Linked DNA regions of Zea mays: region 1 is linked to region 2. A link is a contact called in public Hi-C data. All regions are on one chromosome and are shown on one strand. The core of a region is the stretch at or near the end of the contact, and the rest is flanking DNA. Distances in the headings are between cores, read along the strand shown. Region 1 holds the start of LOC100382779 (myb domain protein 3r-3). Region 2 holds the start of LOC100281537.

Evidence for each region. A called contact is a pair of places that touch in the nucleus more often than the background predicts.
Region 1: a contact with region 2 is called in a Hi-C map of endosperm, with 1.8 times the contacts expected there. The contact joins the promoter of LOC100382779 here to the promoter of LOC100281537 in region 2. A contact is called at or near these places in 2 of 25 Hi-C or Micro-C datasets (ear and endosperm).

The regions. Positions count from the first base shown.
Region 1 is chr8:175,175,889-175,182,827 of Zm-B73-REFERENCE-NAM-5.0, forward strand. LOC100382779 (myb domain protein 3r-3) reads left to right here and starts at 3,439. Exons shown (of 9, transcript NM_001175488.1): 1 at 3,439-3,658; 2 at 3,756-3,942; 3 at 5,649-5,700; 4 at 5,825-5,882. The coding sequence starts at 3,779.
Region 2 is chr8:174,958,012-174,964,714 of Zm-B73-REFERENCE-NAM-5.0, forward strand. It overlaps LOC100281537, which reads left to right and starts at 3,120. Exons shown (of 9, transcript NM_001394733.1): 1 at 3,120-3,926; 2 at 4,345-4,494; 3 at 4,578-4,848; 4 at 5,232-5,342; 5 at 6,018-6,177; 6 at 6,441-6,698. The coding sequence starts at 3,216. It also overlaps the pseudogene LOC109941674 and the pseudogene LOC109941675.

The DNA.
Region 1 (6,939 bases), core at 2,189-4,688, 220 kb after region 2:
TCATGCTTGTACCCTTGTTTCCTTCAAGCCGAAGGTACATTTGTAATTTGTTATTGCTTATACAAGTAACATAAATAAAAATAAATTGATAATAATGTTTAAAGTGATTATGCTATTTTCCATATTTTGTATATAAATCTTTCTTCATCATTTATTGTGCTTATGAAGGTATGTCCTTCATAACCTTCGTCCGAAATTCATTATATCCAAAAGGAGATAATGTTTCAAAGGACGAAGGACTTTAACGTTTAACACTTTTTATGTTGCCTTGTTCTTAACTCTTAGTATTTGAGAACAAGTCCCCAACAAATGTATTCAGTTCCTATTGGCAACCAAATACGGGTGCATGGGTGATTACATATTCTAGACAATATAGACATGATACTGATACGGACAGAGCTCACGGTCATTGCTGGTGACCACGAGCCATACATAATATCTGCAGACAAGAGTAACATCAAGAATTTGTTAATCACAAACCATACAATAAACTGTATTCCACGACCATCATGGCTCCACAAAAATTGTTTACCTTCCATTCAGTATTTCAGAAAACTCATGGTATAAGTGGACAATGGATTAATGGAAAACATAAGAGAGTAAATTCTCTATATGCAAATGTAAAGGGTATAAATACTTTCATGTAGGCTTTAGCTACTATACAGTACCAACATGGGGATTGTAGACCATGGTTGACGGGGCTCCAAGGTCATTATTTTCATCTCATTCACAAACTAAGAAAAATCTATATGATTTTCACCTACATGAATTTCAGATCCATTGGCTACATCAACATAAACACAAGGTCAAGTCCAACAGGGTAAATGTTCAAAATGTGAATGCAAATATCTATATGCTTCCTTTCACACTCAGTACAAATTTTCTAATATAGAATAGTAAGGTGATAATTGGTACCGCTAGCCCGTTATGCTGCTTTTTGAACCAGTTTCAGCTACAAGAATTTCAGATCCATTGGCTACATCAACATAAAACAAGATCATGTCCAACAGGGTAAATGATTAAAATGTGAATGCAAATATCTATATGCTTCCTTTCACATTCAGTATAGATTTTCTAATGTAAAATAGTAAGGTGATAATTGGTGCCGCTACGTTGCTTTTTGAACCATTTTCAGCTACATAAATTTCAGATCCATTGGCTACATCAACATAAAACAAGGTCTGAATTTTCTGGTACAACCAGTATTCTGGAACACTGAATATTCTGGAACATTTCTGTGTATATTGATTAGTGATTAATCTTTTTCCGTATAAATATGACCATTATATCACTATATCTTAATAACATGACAATAAACAGTCCATATCTCATTATGGTCAAGACTCTCGCCTTCCTGCAAAGCTAGATACTAATGTATTGGCTCACAACAATTCTGATTTACTAAATTTAATGTTTTCATATACCGAATGTACAGACTTCAAGTGTACTGAGGACCAAATTCTAGGTAGAGTTGATGAAGCACAAGGAGAATGAATGTAATGATAATATTCCAGAAGAAATACAAAAGATTATTAAGCGCATCAATGTTTAGTTGGTTTTTAGATATACAATATATGTGATGTTATTTACAAATACTCGAGTTTAAGATAAGAAACAAAAATTCAGAATTTTTGCTCACTTGTTATTCCCGTCGTTACGAATTTTAATGTATATTCACTTCATTAACATTACAATCCTCGCAATGGACAAACATTGTACTCACTTCTTAGACTTTGTTTTTGTGATTTTCATATTGTATTGTAAATTGATTTGTATTAGTTTAATTCTTCATTGATTGTTGCCAGAAAATTTATAAGATTGTGATCGATAATATGTATTACTTGTTTTTGTGTAATTATTGTGCACGAATAATTTGCGTGTCGTCGCAACGCACGGGCACTTGACTAGTTTACTGTAACGTGTCAGATCAAAATGACAAAAAAAAACAAAAGGGGATGTGGTTATATTTATAACAAATTTATAAAAATATAACAAATAAAAAATTTCACAAATGGAGGACCCTAGACTAAAATTGAATCGAACGGTGCAGAAAAAGAACCAATGGCTGGATACGGAAGACGACTACAAGTTCAGTCTACCACAGTAGCGCACGAGATGAGAAGTTGTTTAGGGGTTCAAACTTTAAACTAGTTTGTTGGCAACGATAATCGCATGGCGTTAACCACGACATCCAGTTGGCACAGCAACCGACACCACCGTCAGTCCCTCCGTCACAGGAATGAGATCCTTCTGCCTACGTTTTGGTCCGCCTCCGAGTCTCATTGCCCCTATTTCTATATCATACCCTTTTACTTAAGCAAAAAAAAACGACAGCGCAAATAGATGTCTCAACTGCCAAGTCTTAATGTTTGAACATTTTAAGTCTTCTCGAATACATATTAAACGACTCTGATGTTTTCTTTTAACCTATTTATATCGTTTTAAGGGCATCTTTCAATATAAAATCTACATAAAAAGCAGTTCATCTATTACTTTTTTACTTATGTCTTGTAGCTTATTGAAAACTGATTTATAAAAGCTACAAGACCTCAAACAGGTTAAATTTTTATTCGGTTTCTAAAAACTAGTTTGCTAGTTTCTTAAAAATTAAGAAACTGATTACGTCTAGCTAAAACCAGTTTTTGGATAGCTAGTAATTGTTTATGGAAAAAGCTATAAACCATTTTTTAAAAGATTATGGATCCAAACACCCATATCCAATTTTTATATAAAAGCCAGTTTTTAGAAACCAAGTTTTAAAAACATTTAAAAAAACCAAAGTGGATCCAAACAAGCTGTGTTAGATCTAATCTGAATATTTTTTTGCTGGCTAATTATTGGTCGTGGTATATCTTAGGTTGGATAGAACTATTTACCTTTTTTTGCTAAATATAGTATTTACAATAATGTTATACTAAATGGTCCGATTAGTAAAATCAGGCGGTCAGGCTGGCTCCAGCAAGAGCCCCTAAAGCCTCCTGTACTCTAAATATAGAGGACCAAACAGTTCTCTACGCTCTCCAGCAGCGTCCTCTAAACGATCATCTAAATTTAGAGGACACTGCTGGATTCTCTATATATAAAGTTTCTCTAAACGATCCTCTATTTATTTGAATACTTTAAATAATCGGTTTAACAAAACTAAAATATATACAAGACATTTAAGAGTATGATAAATACGTATGTATAAAAAATAAAAAATGTCTCTAATATAGATATTTGCGTATAGAGGACGTGGTTTAGAGGACGTTGTTAGAGAGAAAGAAGATATAGAAGATAGAATCTTTTTAAAGAATACTGTAAAGAATGAATATATATGATTGATATAAAGTACGTTGCTAGAAACTGCCTTATAATTTTTTTTCCTATTCCTTCTCCTCGGCTCTTCTCCCTGACCTTCAACGGGCGAGGTTTTTTGAAAGCATCCTCTCTCTCGTCTCCTCTTCAACCCCCGACACCCAACTGAAGCCGTAACCGAAGCCGTAGAGAGGGGGAGCCAAAGCTTACTCTTTAGACCTTCCTACTTCATAGGATTTCGGGACTATCCTCCCTCGATTCGTGTCATCTACCTCGCGGTCCCGCCTCAACTGCCGCCTGTCGATTAGCCGCTCGGAGCCCCAATTCTATACGGCTCTTCGATCTGGGATCCGCTAGATTCGTAAGGCGGCGTTTCGTTCGATCTGTTTTGGGGCGTGATTGCCGTGGAGGATTTGATCTGAAGTTCGTTTTTTTGTGTGGCGATTTTGCGGTTTTAGGCCGGGGCGGTTATGAGGAGGTGATGGGAGCGATGGCGGAGGTGGTGCAGGAGGGGTGCGTGGAGAATCGGCAGCCCCTGGCGGCTTCGAGCTCGTCCGTGTCGGATGGCAGCAGCTGTGGCGGCGGAGGGCGGGCGGGGACGTCGCCGCCGGTGTCAAGCTCCGGGAATTCCATCTCCGTTCTTAGGTGAGGCCTTTGCCCGTAGCTGCTCCTATCCAGGGAGGGATCCTAACCGTTGAATAGTACCGTTTGCTTTACCTTTTTTGGATGCTTGCTCCTGTTGTGCCCTAGATTGGTGGGTGAGAAGAATGATCCTTTTATGGATTGCACGGTGGTTGTGTGATTCTCTCCTTGGTAATTCTCCTGATCTGAGATGTGATTAGCGTCTCCCTGGTACTTCTGAGAAATTTTCGCAGCTAGGGATGCTGTCTTATTGGAGCTTGGAACAGGTGCACTGTGGTGGTTTTTGATAGTAGGATTAGTGTCCTCTGCTGGATCAATCAAGTTCCTGAGGTTTTAGTGCAGTTTGCTTGCCTTTTGAATTCAGTTGCAATGGTTGCTGAGTTCATATAGACTGCATTTTATATTAGTAGTCTCTGGCACCTTTGAGAATTTTTCGCTGCTAGGAATGCTATCGTATTGGAGCCTAGAACAGGTGCGCTGTGGTGATTTTTGATAGTAGGAGTCATGTCTTCTGTACGATCAATCAACTGAATCAAGTTCCTGAGGTTTTAGCTGTTGCAGTTTGCTTGCCTTCTGAATTCAGTTGCAATGGTTTCTGAGGTCATATGGTTCTATAGACTGCATTTTATATTGGTAGTGGTGGTGGAGTGTTAGCGAAGCATGAGCAGCATAGCGTGTAAAGATGGAGGCATCTGTAGTGATGGCTGTGGATGATATGGCATTTGTGCCAGCTGAGTTTGTGACATGCTGTGTTGCAATTATTTTCTCTAAATATACAATAATTATTATTCTGTAATTCTATGCCTTGCTTAACTGCTTATTACATCTGAATTCTATAGGAAGGTTATAAATACATATGTAACTCAGAGTTGCAAATACTAATATAGGAATGCAACTTATTGTGCTGTTACTGAAGCTAGTTCACTATGGCTCATTATCAGCTATGTAGAACCTTGGTCCTAGTATCGTTACACAGTTGTTGCTCAACCCCATCCTAAAGAGTTAGGCATGGTGGGGACTACCCCACAAAAAACATATCCTTAATGATGAATGGTGGTACAAAGTATCAGTATTTTTCTGGTCACCAACAGTAGCAGGAAGTGATATGTGTTTGAGTGTACAAGAGTCATTGGTTGGTGTAAAATTTATAGTTGTGTGTTAGTACTTTATAAATTTGAGGGATTACTTGTATTGTTATGATTATTGGGCAGTGCCTTGTTCGCAATCTTCACCTGAATGAGATGTTTGCATGCTTCAGTACATTTAACTTTTTCAGTAATTGCAGCATCAGCATGCACACATTATGTTGCGATTTGCTCACTTTGTCTGGAAAGTGGATCCTCAATTATGGCATCTTAAGGCTGCAATGTAGGTGTGAATTTTTTTTGTGTATTTATAAGTGTATCTTCTGTGCAAATTGAATGCCTATCTATGAAGATGTAAGCTACAGGGATGGTCTGCAGGCTTGATGCCTCGATCTGATCATCTGATAAGGATGGTGACTGTTTCTAATTGTACCTGATATAAATGCCTGTTTCAAAAAACTACCCTCCTAGATGGGCTAGTCAGCTAATATGTATTTTGCTGTATCAGTAACTTCTGGCACCTATTATGTTGTGTTTTGTATGCACACCCCACCCAGTTAATAGATATACTCCCTTTTTTCTTTATTTCTTTTTTGCTAATGAGTTTTTTCATTACAATGATAGACGAACAACTGGACCGATAAGAAGAGCTAAGGGTGGCTGGACACCAGAAGAGGTCAGTATCTCACATTCTCTGTTATAAAGACCAAGAGAGATATGCACATGTTCTAGAAGTTTGTGTTTTTACTTTTTAGCATAGCTATGAAATATTACTAATTGGCTTCAAAATATGCCAACAGGATGAAACACTGCAGAAGGCAGTTGTAGCTTTCAAGGGCAGAAATTGGAAAAAAATAGGTTACCTCCTCTTTCTGCTGTATAATTTATGTACTCAGTTGCCCATGTAGAAATAAGGTTTCCTTTTATTTGTCTTTAGCATTGCATGTCGTAAGATTCAATACAATTCTTTGCCCTCAAGCACATCCATGAATTAGAGAGCCACCTATCTGTCTGATATAGTGATATGGCATTATTTTTTTTCACTTGAGGGTGTTGCTGTGTATCATTTGAAGTCAAGCATGATTTCCTCTTGTTTTTCTACTTAACTGTTCATTTTTATTAGCAAAGTGTTACATTGAAAACTGCAGGAAATGCTATTGTACTTTTCTACTTGTCATCTGTTTACATGTATTTATATTGTAATATTGGAATCTAGAAACGAACATGAATAAGGAAATGCTAGCATCTGTGTTTACATGAAATTAAATTTGAATGTGAAACAGTTACCACACGACCTGAGAATTTGTGACAAGAATATGGTCCTACAAAAACTTCTCTCCTGTCACTGTCATCGTTCCATAGTTACTGCACTAAGGAGCTGTATATAGCATTGTTGGGTCTGTTAACATGGGCCTAGTGCGAACGAGCCTCTAGCCGAGTTTGTTAGATGGCTCTAGTAGCACTCCTCAGGTCCTGGGTTTGACTCTCAGTGGGAGCGAATTTCTGGCTTGGGCTAAAAAAGGTCACTTGTTGGTTTCCCTGGTTGTATGCACACGAGACGGACTGACCTATAGGGTACATATCCTCGTGTAGGGGCTAGTAGGCTCAAAGCACGACTAAAGATCTGACCTATAGGGACGGGATGCTGCACGGGGGTCAGCTTTCGTGACCTTTCTCGGTCAGGCTTAGTTTGAGCTTCTTCTTAATACAATACAGTGGGGGCGGTCTTTCCCCACCATCCGAGTTAACATGGGCCTAGTTGCCTGCTTTCTGTTTTTCTTTAAGGTCTAACTGAGGAAAAAGCGACAGTGAAATTTAAGAGCAGTTGGTTATTGGTGCTCTGTTAGTAAATCTAGCTGTTCAATACTGAACTATGTCAATTACCTCTATTTTCCATGTGTGGTAGCTGCAGCAG
Region 2 (6,703 bases), core at 1,870-4,369:
GGACGGAGTAAGACATTGCTTATTTTTCTTGCTCAAAAGAGAAAGCGGGGTACATGAGTTAGATTATTAACTAAAGAAATCTAAATGATTTAACACTACATAGTACATACAATAAAAGAACAATTGTTAAAGAATGTTGCATCTGTCATCTCTCTTACTACGTTTCTCAACTCTAAAGCTATCATTATGCTATCTGATTGACTTTAGCAGGATACCATTATGAATTAATTAGCAAATACACTATTCTCTTGTAGTGTATCAGCACCAAAGAAGAATGAACTCAACATCATCATCCTTGTTATCTAAATAACTTTAGCAACTGTTATAGGATGCACAACTCTTGCGTAATAACCCCGGTCGTAGAATCTTAACAGGGTCATCCTTGTCATCTGAATGACTTTAGCAACTGTTATAGGATGCAGAACTCTTGCGTAATAACCCCTAGATGTAGAATACATGCTTTCTTCTATAGGACATGTCGGTAATAAAATGTTGAAATGGGTCTCTAGGCTCCAACTACTTCCTTTTGTAAGACACGTCCCTAGTATACTAGCCAGTTGCCCATGATTTGCTACGGTCGTTACATATTATATAAATAGATATTAAGATATTTATTTAAATATAATTATTGTTTATTTCTAAACACTAAGCTAAGTGTGGTCTAGTGGTTAGCTCCAAATTTCTAGAGCAGTAAGGTGTGGGTTCGAGTGATTGATTCACACTATTTTTGTGCGGGCGGGGTCGAGTGTTTTATGACTCAAGTGAATCTATATAACATTTGTTTTTTCAATACCATTACGCTCGGTTTCTATGGAGAGACTAGTGCAAGTGTTGTTTTGGTCTGACCATTCTAAGATCAGAGAAACATATCTTTGGTTCTTGGCTTCTAGGGGTTGCACCAAAAACTAAAATTTGATAATTACATGTGCCACACGATTTGTTGGGCTACCTAGATTAGTAGAAACAATTTAGTTTTTGACAAATATCCTATGATAACTTATATGCAACCTGTCGGTGTTTCGGACCCGGGGGACCCTCAACCGGATCGACTAGTAAATTTTAGTGCCGCGTGCCCCTATTCAGATGGGTTGATGCAAGATGGAACACAAGAGGGAAATAAGACTTATGTTATCTTGCGCCGGGGTGCTCGTAGTAGGGGTTACAAGCGTTGCAGGAGAGCGAGAACGAGAGAGAGAGAGAGAGAAGGAGAGGGTTCAACCTTGAGGTGAGCCGTCTGAGGCTGCCTCTACCGCGTCTCTCCTACTCTGCCTGCCTCCGCTCGTCTACGTCGTGCGTCCGTGTGCTCGTACGTCGCACGTTCGTCTCTCTCGCCTCCCTTTTTTTCTTCCTCTGTGTTATGTCTCCGCTGTTGCGTGCGTGCTGTCCCCATGCCTTAGGAAGGCCATGGACGTCCCCCTTTTATAGATACAAGGAGATGGCCCAGCTGTACAATGGGGTGTGTAGCTATATGCTAACGTGGCTGGTAGGGAAGTGTCTTGAGCCCTGTACAGGTAATAACTTGGCCATCGGAGAAGTGTCTTGAGCCCTGTAGAAGCATAGCTGGCGGTGCGGCATGGATCTTGCTGATGTTTTCTTGCTTCCGTAGGGGGTTTGAGAGCACCCGACGTCATGGGCGCACGCGGGGAACCATCATTACCTGTTACCGGAGTAACTTTGATGGGACACCGATCTTGTTCCCTCGTAGCCTGAGGCGGCTAACCAGGGGTAGGGTCATGATGTATCCCCTGTAGCGTAGTTGATTCCGAGGCCGAGGTCGGGCGAGGCGACGACTCCTCCGAGGCCGAGGCTAAGGCCGAGGCCCAGGGTCGGGTGAGGCGGAGACCTTCTCCCGAGGCCGAGGCTGAGGCCGAGGCCTGGGGTCGGACGAGGCGGAGCTCCCTGTTGCGCCCGAGGCCGGACTCAGGGGAGGTCGTGACTTGCTGTTGTCAGTCTTTCCCTGGTGGCTGACACAGTTGCCGGAGCGGGGTGAACAACACTGTTTTCCTGTCAGAACGGTCAGTGAAGAGGCGAAGTGACTGCGGTCACTTCGACCTTGCCGACTGAGGCACACGTGTATGGATAAGATGCCAGACGATCCCCGCATTAAATGCGCATGCGATACGGTCGGTTAGTGAGGCGATTTGGCCGAGGCCGCTGCACGACAAAGTTCGCCCGAGCTAGGCTTCGGGCGAGCTGAGGGTGCGTCTGATGACTGAGGGGACCCTCGGTCGAGGCGTGAAACCGTCCGGGACTACTGTCCTTGCCCGAGGCTGGGCTCGGAGGAGGTCGCGTCCCTTGGTAGACGAGACCTACGTTTTATCAGTCGTTTATGGTTTGTTCTGAAGATGTTTTCCAGCGAGGTTAAGGAGTATTGGGGGTACCCCTAATTACGGTCCCCGACACAACTGTTTAGAACCTAGGCTCAGCTACAAAACGAAGAAGATAAAGACTATTAAGGAAGCGTGTCGACGTTTGAAGTCAGCGTCTCTTCATATTTTCGCTTAGTTTGGTTGGAGGTTTACGAATCGGATCACTGTTTTTGTTCTTTAGATGTTGTATGGGACTATGTTTTTTTATATATCTTTAGTCAATGTAGGCTGAGTGGTGTCTTGTCTCCTGTATGTGATGTAAGGTATTAGCTATAACCTACTAGTGAGAGAAAAGCAGGAACGTTTTTTTTCATGAGCAACTAGTGGCATCTCTAGCCAGCGGTCGGCAGCAATGGGCGTTGGAATTGTTATAAAATATAGTACAGTGATCAACTTCATCCAACCACTCATTGGTTGACAGTTATTATCTAAGGGTTACATCTTTTGGAGACCCTTTTGTACAGATGTATATAAAGAAGATCTCTGGTTACAGTTCTATTATTTCTCTCCCTCTCAACTGGTTTTACCACTGAGCACTACAAAATTTAACAGGAATCAACTGGAGCCTGCAGCATCGGCGCATCGACGCCAAGCTGGACGATGGCACAGTACGCCACGCTATTGCGTTGAGCAGCCTAGATACCTGTAGCGTTGCTGACAGTTGGGTCCACAAGAAAAAAAAGGTAAACTGCACTTGCCCAGTTTATCACTACTGCTCATCACCGGCCTGGCCTTCGGCGATCCCATATTCCCCTTCCGATCCCATCCCTTCCGCATCGTCCCCGAACGACGCAGACGGACGCAAGGCACGGCGCCGACATCTCCCCGTGGCCCGAGGGCCCAGACATGAAGGCCCTGGGCGCGCACGCCGCCGACCTGCTCCGAGGCCCGCACCTACTCCGCGCCGCCGTCTTCGCTTTCGCCGTTGCGCTCGCCTTCCTCGTTGGCTACCACTGGCCCAACGCCTCCCCGCGCCTTGTCTTCTTCTCGTCCGATGCCTCCTCGTCGTCGCCCAGGTCGTCCTCCCGCTCTCCTTCCGTCGTGCTCTCCCCTAACTCTAACGTCTCCTTCGACCCATCCCTGATCCCTACCCCCAGCACCCCGCCTGCTTCTTCTACTCCCAATGCCTGGTCCCCGCCCGCACTACCACCGCCGACATCGGCGCCGCCGCCTCCCCTCCCCCCTCCTCCACCACCAGCGCGCCTCGGCATCGTCGGCGAGGACGGCGCTATGCAGGACGACTTCGACATCGGCAACGTCGGCGCCAACGACACTGATCTGGCCACCGACGAGACCGCGCCGCAGGAGCCTAGCGACGTGGGCGCCAGCGGTGGACCACCTAGGGTGCGGATTGAGAGGTTCCCGGTCTGCCCCGAGAGCATGAGGGAGTACATACCCTGCCTCGACAACGAGGATGATATCAAGCGGCTGCCCTCGACGGAGCGCGGGGAGCGGTTTGAGCGGCACTGCCCTGCCAAGGACAAGGGTCTCAGCTGCCTCGTGCCGGCGCCCAACGGGTACAAGGCGCCCATCCCCTGGCCTCGGAGCAGAGACGAGGTTAGCATGTATTGGTGTTAGTCGTTGCCATTTCATAGCAACCCGTACGTAATGATAATTCAGTGTATACAATGATACTAAGTTAGACAAAGACAACTAATATGATAGGGCTAACCGTCCCGTCCACAGTCTATGCGGAAGTTGATTATTAAACCGTATTTTTAATTGCCATGTTTCTTCCAATTTTTTTTTTGCGACAGGGACTTAACTGTATTGTTGTGTTCTACTACTGTGATATGCATTGAATGCTAATCTTGTCAGCAACCTGAAATGTTAGTTGAAACGAACACATGATTTATGCTGACATTTGATGAACGCATAAGTATCAACCGTTCTATTTGGTCTGACTTGGCTGATTTTGCAGAAACCAAAAATTTGAAGTTAAAGACTTTCTAATATGTTATTTGATTGGATGCAGGTCTGGTTTAGCAACGTGCCTCACACAAGATTGATTGATGACAAAGGAGGACAGAATTGGATCACCAAGGTCAAAGATAAATTCAGATTTCCTGGAGGCGGAACTCAATTCATTCATGGAGCAAATCAATACCTAGACCAGATCTCCCAGGTTCGATGTCAAATATTCTTCAAAACTGCTTGGAATTTAATCCTTACTCTGACTAGAGCAACCTGTTCCCTCTGTTCGTCCAGATGGTACCAAATGTTGCATTTGGATCTCATACTAGAGTTGTCTTGGATGTTGGCTGTGGAGTAGCAAGTTTTGGTGCATATTTACTTTCACGTGATGTCCTGACATTGTCCATAGCTCCAAAAGATGTTCATGAAAATCAGATTCAGTTTGCTCTTGAACGTGGTGTGCCTGCAATGGCAGCAGCATTTGCAACGCGCCGGTTGTTATATACAAGCCAAGCGTTTGATATAATACATTGCTCACGCTGCCGAATAAATTGGACCCGTGATGGTGAGCTGTGATTACTATATAATTATTTTTAATTAACATTGCACACTTAGTTTGTCACCATGCTGTATCTTGATATCTTCATAGTTAGGCTGAATGCTCACTTAACTCTTCTCTCCCAGTTTTCCTAGTCTTCCCCCTTAGATCTGTAGGGATGATATTTTTATTTGTCTTAGACGTCGAATTTATTTCACGATTCTCAAAGAAAATAAATACTTTTAACCAATGGATAGAAAACGAGGTGAGTTATTGTGAAGAAGCTAAAGGTTGTTATTGATTGTATACTTTTCATTTAAACTTGATCTCAAAGGTATGTGCACTTATCTATGTACTTTCCAAATTTGCCTAAGTTTTGTACTTTTGTTATCATATTTGTTTATTTGAAGATGGTATCCTGCTCCTGGAGGTTAATAGATTGCTTAGAGCTGGAGGCTACTTTGCTTGGGCAGCCCAACCTGTTTATAAGCATGAAGAGGCCCAACAAGAGGCATGGAAAGGTATGTTCTACTTATTCTGTTGTACCTTCTCTTTTGTTAGTGTGATAACATACAGCTCATGTATGAGTTTGGTAGTTCTTTAATGCTAGAGATTTGTCATAATCAAATCCATTCTTTTATTCGCTACTATCCTGCATACTTATAGCTGGCAAGTTGTGTAGTTTGTGTTTGTTGATGCCAAATAGCCAGTGTTCCTGTATACACGTATCTAACATTTATTTAAAACACCTTGCCTTATCAGTTCAACTTTATGTATTTTGACTTGAATTTGTCCTTGTCACAACATGCTAAGTGCCCTCACATAAGTTAACTTGCATGATAGGTGTTACCATTTTAGGCATCATCTTGACTATCCGCTGACCCGTTAATGGTGACTGAACTTCGAGAATGATTTCATAATAATATATCCATGCAGAACTATATGTCTATATTGATATGAAATGAAAAGGCTACCTTATCAGATTGCTATTATAACTGAGAACTCCTTTAATGCTAAGTTGTTTAGAGAAGTTGCTCTTGATTTTATTTAAAATCTGAAAACACTTTATGGAAACTCAGAGATAAGTATCTCTTTTTTGGATTTTTTTGCATCATCAGTTTGATATACATTCAATAACTTGTGTTTTTTGCTTTTGTTTTTATGAAACTATTGCTCATATACAAAATCATGTGTAGAGATGGAGAACCTCACTGCCCGACTTTGCTGGGAGTTTGTGAAGAAAGAGGGATACATCGCTATGTGGAGGAAACCCTTAAATAACTCTTGCTACATTAACCGAGGTCCTGAAGGAAAACCTCCACTTTGTGATGCTGATGATAACCCGGATGATGTCTGGTACTCATTTAGCCTGTTGCCATAATTATTGAAATGCATATCAATTTAGTATTCTCTTCTGTAAGCTGGGTCCAGCCTTTCTTACTGCTGCTGAGTTGTATTTGATGAGATTATGTATTCTTTATATCAGATCTCATTGCGCCATAGATTTCTGTGGATTTATCCGATCAGCTTTTCATTTGTCACATTGGCTGTCATCCCTGTACACATATCTTTGCTGCAAAACCCTTTTTTATTACTCTTTACATTCTATTTTATCTCAGGTATGTTGGTCTGAAAGCATGTATTAGTCGGCTTCCAGAGAATGGCGAAGCACCAACTCCTGTTCAATGGCCTGCACGCTTAATGGAGCCACCAAAGAGGCTTCAAGGCGTCGAAATGGATGCCTACTCATCAAAGAATGAGCTTTTCAAAGCAGAAACAAAATTTTGGGACGACATAATTGACGGTTATATCCGTATCTTTAAGTGGAGGAAGTTCAAAGTCCGGAATGTAATGGACATGAGGGCTGGATTTGGAGGGTATT